Regions from separate parts of the Zea mays genome. Here region 1 is linked to region 2. A link is a contact called in public Hi-C data. All regions are on one chromosome and are shown on one strand. The core of a region is the stretch at or near the end of the contact, and the rest is flanking DNA. Distances in the headings are between cores, read along the strand shown. Region 1 holds the start of LOC100274848. Region 2 has its middle 48 kb from the start of LOC103636172.

Region 1 (3,139 bases), core at 108-2,607, 96 kb after region 2:
TGTTTTAACTAGATGTACTCTTTGGTAGGAGAAAGGAGGTTCTAGGAATCATACCTTCAGGGCCAAGGTTGAGAGAGACATTAGTCGTTGGGTCGGTGTAGGAGCGTCGTCATCTTATCATCTTTGATCACCCTGCACATTAGGTTTAGGTGGTAGGGCATCGTTTGGCCGGTATAGGGGATGCATTGGGCTCAATCGACGCTATAGGAAGGATGAATCCGGTCACTGAGGGCACTAAAGGTGACCGGGACCAAGGGAATGTAGCGATTAGGTTTGTGGGGCATAATGTGTTGGTTTTCGTGTCGATGCTCTGCCCTAATAAATATGATTGTGGTCGGGTGCCACAACCAGATAGGATCGAGTTACGCCCTTGATTGGCTATATTGATGTACTTAAAAATGTCTTTTATAAAGTTCAACAAAACAATACTACAATATTCTCAAATATCATTGTACCGTATTGGAACTAGAGGTGACAATAGACTCTAAATTTTACATTATACAATGTAAGGATAAGATCGAATTAGGATCGAGCCATATAAGATCCTAACAAATTGTGAAGAAATATTTAGATCGCGATCCATTACCACTCCTAATTGGGACTGTAAATAAATCTTAGTGTCAAACAGGCCCTCAGTGTTTTCCCGTGTCTTTATTTGACGGGGAGGGAACGATGCTTACTCTTCAGTAAAAACTAAGAAACGGAAAACATTATGCAGCTTTAGCGCGCGCACTCCGTCTCGGAAAGCAAAATTACAAAACAAAGATTACATCAGATGGCCCCTAGTCGCTCGCACACGGGATGTACTCACTGTGTCTGTGTGTATCGATCGACCGGAGCACCCTAACAACTTCGCTCAGCACAGCCACAGGTTCGCAGGCGCCGTCCATACCTACCAGCTCAGCCAGCGCCTCGATCTTTCTCGCAAAGCCCTCTTGGCAGAAGGACGCGTCGAAGCTATCCGCCTCGTCTCCGGACTCCTCCTCTGCCGCCTCCGAACCAGACGTGCCTGCGCCAGACACGGCGTCTGCGTCAGCGCCGGTGGTTTCCGCATGAACGCTCCGGGCCATCACCGCGCCTGACTGGATCATTGGCCGGCTCGTTGCGAGGTCGTCTTCGGCGCCAGATCGCCGTGTCCGGTGATGCGCCTCCAGGGCCGCCATGGCCGGGGCGTCAGGCGGAACGCCGGCTGCCGGGGGTGGTGGACCGAGGCGTCGTCGGAGGCCCCCGCCGGAGAGGTCCAAGACGATGTACCGCGGCTGCACCTGCGCCACGGCGAGCTCCATTTCTGCTGCTGCTCTGTTCGGCTGTGTCTCTACAGAAGCTTAGGACTGTGTGTTCTAGCTTCTACAAGGAAAAGAAATTTTTTTATAAAAAAAAGAATACAGGGTGTGAGTGTAAAGTATCGGCTAGGAAGGGGAAGAAATCATTGCGGGGAGGGGAGAGGATAGGTGGTTTGCCTGTCTATCAGCGTGTAGGAGACTAGGGCCTTGGATTTGTGTGGGTGGAGTGCAGAGGATCTGTGTAATGCGAAGCTAACAGCACCCTTAATCCCCTTATAAATAGAGCTAGCGCTAGACTGCTAGTCTCGAACGAATGATGATTTGACTTGCAGATAGTAAAAGAAGCATTCGCCATTTTCGATCGGAACACGAACGCTGAGGTTGAGGTCCGGCGACCCGCTTTTGGACGAACCGGCCGGTAAAAGTTGTGTCAGGAGGATGCTTCCGGCAAACATGCTCCCTGTCATGAGGCTTTCCGCTTGAACTTGGCCCTACCACAAACACCCAGCAGACGAACACTCCTGAATTCCTTTGGGAAGGGTGTTGCGGCAACAGCGTTCGGCGCTGTGTTTTTATACAATACTAGTACTGCAATCGGTTCTGTTTTCGCTTAAACCATCTGTGCAATGATGATGATGGCGATCAGTGGAAGGCGTGCATGGGGCCAGTCGGCGGAAAGTACAGGGCGGCTCGCGTTTACCGAGGCAATTGCCTGCACGTCGCCCCACTTTGGCTACGTGCATGAAGCCTGGTTCGGACTTCGGAGTTGTGCGTGCACACGACCGGGAGTAGTGCGCGCGTGCGCCGCCGGGGATAAGCTGAGAACAGGGCGTGACATTGGCTTTAAATTTTACGCTATAAAATTTAATGATTAGGTAAGGTTAAAATCAAGTTATATTTCTATTTATTTTTTAAACTAGAATTTATTTAGTACTCTACTATTTTGTGAAAAAGCATTTAAATTATGATCTATTACCACTCCTAGCTCGAAGAGTAGTGGGCTCGTCTGATTTTTTTTATTTTTTTTCCTTCAAAATATTAAGTTTACATTGTTTTAACTATTATTGTATTTGTACTTTGAGGATCGGTATTATGACCTATCACGTCAAGATTGCATGGCTCAATGTTACAGGTTATAATATCGAGATATTACGTCACAAGGACGTCATTGTAACCCTAACGTGGTGTCGAGGTCAGTATCACAAATCTTGTTGCCGTTCACGAGGCCAATTCCGCCACTATTTTGATCCGAGTTCTCTCATTTCCTCTTGTAGTTATGTAGTTCCCCTCATCTTGACACCATCTCATCAACATTACCTCCCTCCTCGATATTGTTAGTAACACATGAAGCAATCCATCACTCCTTTATTCATCACTTTGTTTGCTTTTCTTCAAGTTTCCTCTAGTGTCTATGTTTCTTACAATATACTCTCTCTTATTGTTCGCACGGTATGTGTGATAGTGAGATCTGAGGACCTAACTCAAGACCAAACCCCACAAGGTTTAGTTGATTGATTAGCAAGAGTCAGGGGTGTATCAATCAACACTTAGTGTATTCCTACCTATATCAGAAATGGATCACATGAAGAATGTTGGAGGCGGTTCGGGGGACAATGACCATGACAGATGGTCACCACCCTCATCAGCCCACACTACATCATCTATGAACTTAATGACACCTCAAACTCATCTTCGACCACACTCGAGCGAACCTCGCCGTGAGTAACAATGAATTCCTCACTTGTGTTTCTATATATGCATTTAAGATAGATTTAATCAGCTATGTGGTCATACTTTTTATTTTATATGCATGCCTTATTCATTATTTATGTAGTGCTTACTTTAGAAATTAAATT
Region 2 (2,967 bases), core at 175-2,674:
TCAGGGATCCGCAGCTGCCAGCGTGTCCCCTAGATCCGCCGTCGCGCGTGCCTCTCAGAGGTGGGGGCGTAACTGCCGGCGTCGCTAAAACTGAACCCTAGCGGCTAGCGATCTGAAGCTTCTTTTATAGACATTTTGGACCTGGTGCGGCTGAACCGGTCGGCAACATCGGGTCAGGGCATACGCTCAGCTATTGGAAGTCCAGGGCTCTAAATACATAAACTATATATATATATAGGAAGTAAGATAGGGAGACCACTGAAGATTGTAGATTTGTAGTTACAACAGTCAAAATAGCTGGCTTTGATCCGAAGCTAACAGGCTTGCACTGGAGGTAGGAAGAAGAAGGGAAGATGTGTTTTTCCAATTGGTATAGGTGTGGAAGGAACAGAACAATGGAAGGTTCAGCATATAGTACTTCTGAATCACCAGCAGATGTTAGCAGGCGAATAGTTGAGGTGGCCAATGTCCGGACGCTGGACGATTTTCGGTAGCAGATGTTACCTGCAGGTGAAATATGTATATTGTGGAAGTACAGGCATAGTTTGCGGATCCAGCAGTCACGCAGTCCACCTGCCACACATCCGCTCCGCCGCCGATATGTGCGGGTGCGATGGTCCGTCGTTAATATAAGCTGACACTGACGGACAGACAGCGGCAGCGCACCACAAGGCCGCAACCACCGAGCGAGCCAGCTAGCCTAAAGCACGCACGCTCGGGGGGCGCAGCGCAGCCGGCCGATCGAAGGTCTCGCCGTGTCGCCACCCGCTGTGCCCGTGCCGGCATACCCAGCCGTGGTCCCGGCCGCACGTGAAGCGAATATCAGCAAGGATCCCCAGAGCCGGCGCCCGGCGACTAACTAACCAATGCGATGGCCAGAGCAGGCTGGCGCCGCGAGTGGCGTGCTTCGGTGCTTGTGAGATCGATCGTCGCTGTGGTTGCTCGCGATCTTGACGCCGACGCCGCATGTCCCCGTACACGGCCATCCGCGGTGTCCGATGCACCCACCCACTACCAGCTGAGCAGCAGCAGCAGCGCGCTCTGTCGCGCGCGATACGGGGCGGTCGAACCAGCGAAGCTTCTGCTGCTGGAACGGTGACGGGATCGCGGGGATCCATCCATCCTCGGCGCTCCCCGATCGACGCTGGCCGGATCTCCGTGTAGATCGATCGCCTCTGAGTTGTACGTACCGAAGCGGATCCGCTCCGACGGTTTCTTTATGCCAGCGGGGTTGTCGTTCATCCTGTCCCGGCGGGGGGCTGGCTGGCGTACCGTACGTAGGCAGTATCAACGTTAAATAAACTAGTCGGCCTCCGTGGCCCGCGCCGCGGCGGTTTCTTTACTCCCTCCGACGTGTCGGAGCCGGAGCGACGACTTGGTCTTTCTCCATTCGGGGCGGGCCGCCGTGTCGGAGCGAGCGAGCGAGCAGCCCAGCACACATGTCGCGCCGCGGTTGGCTGCTGAGTGTTAGTGCAGCAGGCAGGCACGCACGCACGCACGAACGACTCTGCAAGCGATCAGGAGCTGCAGTGGTAGTCGAACGCGAGGTCGCGCGACGCGTACGCCCTTCGAGGAGGAGCGAGGGGCCGGATCCGGATCAGTGCTGTGAGGCGAGGTCGCGACGACCTGCTAGATAGCAAGAATCCTGGAGGATTTCCAGGTCTCATCAGCCCGCCATTTGCATTGCAAGCAAAGCCAGCGCGCGCGCACACACACACGGGCGGATCACGAACGGATCAAGGCTGCGTGCCGGTGTGCATGTGAGAATAATGGCGCCAGGTCAGGAATCTGTGCAGGTACCAAGTGTGTATCGTATCATCGTGGGCGATCGAAGATCACGATCTGATCGATCATCATGTGGCAGTACTAGGGATCAGAACTCGATCATTAGAGGAGCAGCAGTGTTCGATCTGCATGCAGATTTATATATGTGTGTGGTTCGTTCGTTCACTTTATCGTTACGACTAAGCGCCAGCAGCTAGTAGTATATATAGATAGGGGACGAAGAATATTGTTGGTTGTGAACCTATTTTTACTGGTATTTTATATAACCGTCGGTGTTAAGGAACATTAGAAATTATCATTTTTATAGTTACTATTTTTATAGGTGAGTAACTGAGAATCGCCAATGCAAATTATTTTCAGAAACATAAAACAGATTTAAAAAAACAAAAAAATATTTTATTTAAGGAGAGGCATCGGCCTACCCACCCGTCCCGTCAAAGTCGTGGCATTACCGCGCTACGCGGTTGCTAGGAATCAAACCCCTACCCTACTCTCGCGTGTACTCTCCTATACCGCTCTGCCTATAACATACTTTGTATATATTTGTAGTTTTGTTGTCCTCATATTACAACCAACAGAGTGTAAATTGTTTGTTTGAGACCGTAAATGAATTCAAATAAAAAATTTGTCAACTACAATGTTGAATAACTTTTGAAGTTCTACAACTTGCATTTTGTCATTTTTTCCATGTGAGATTGTTTGCAAAATTTGATTTTTAAATTTATCAAATTTAGATGTAATTTTTGATAGCCGAAATGATTTAAAATAAAAAGTTATCAACTACAAAGTTTCATAACTTTTAAAGATCTACAACTTTTATTTTGGTGATTACATCATACGAGGTCGTTTGAAAAACTTGAAAAATTTAAGAAAACTGTCACTAGAAATCGATTTATATAGGCGATTCATTAATAAAACCGTATGTAGAGTTCTACAGGCGGTTTTCTTAAGAAACCGTCTTTAGAAATACGATTTGTAATAATAGTTTTTTTAAGAAATCGCCACTAAAAATAGCACATGCAGTTGATAATAATAACCTAATCCGTATATTAAAATATACCGCACCACATACTTTGAGCTTTTTTAGCCGTGATCGTTACCTTCGGAAACACACATATACAGCATAGCGTGCCACACGTTCCGCCACTTCCTACAGTGCCACAAGCTAGCCCTTCGTCTCTA

What was found. Hi-C and Micro-C count contacts between places; a contact is called where the count stands out from the background.
Region 1: a contact with region 2 is called in a Hi-C map of ear, with 3 times the contacts expected there. The contact joins the promoter of LOC100274848 here to the enhancer-like site in region 2. A contact is called at or near these places in 5 of 25 Hi-C or Micro-C datasets (ear, endosperm, leaf and 2 more).

The regions. Positions count from the first base shown.
Region 1 is chr8:154,705,892-154,709,030 of Zm-B73-REFERENCE-NAM-5.0, forward strand. It overlaps LOC100274848, which reads right to left and starts at 1,358. Exons shown (of 1, transcript NM_001374279.1): 1 at 544-1,358. The coding sequence starts at 1,286. The coding sequence ends at 783.
Region 2 is chr8:154,610,262-154,613,228 of Zm-B73-REFERENCE-NAM-5.0, forward strand. No RefSeq gene overlaps it. Among protein-coding and RNA genes, the nearest start is that of LOC103636172, 48 kb to the right of the region's middle. Within about 2 kb of position 1,425, at least 12 of the 20 cell types and tissues checked have an H3K27ac peak or open chromatin away from gene starts, as enhancers often do. A contact at or near this core is called in ear and root tip, where this site is marked.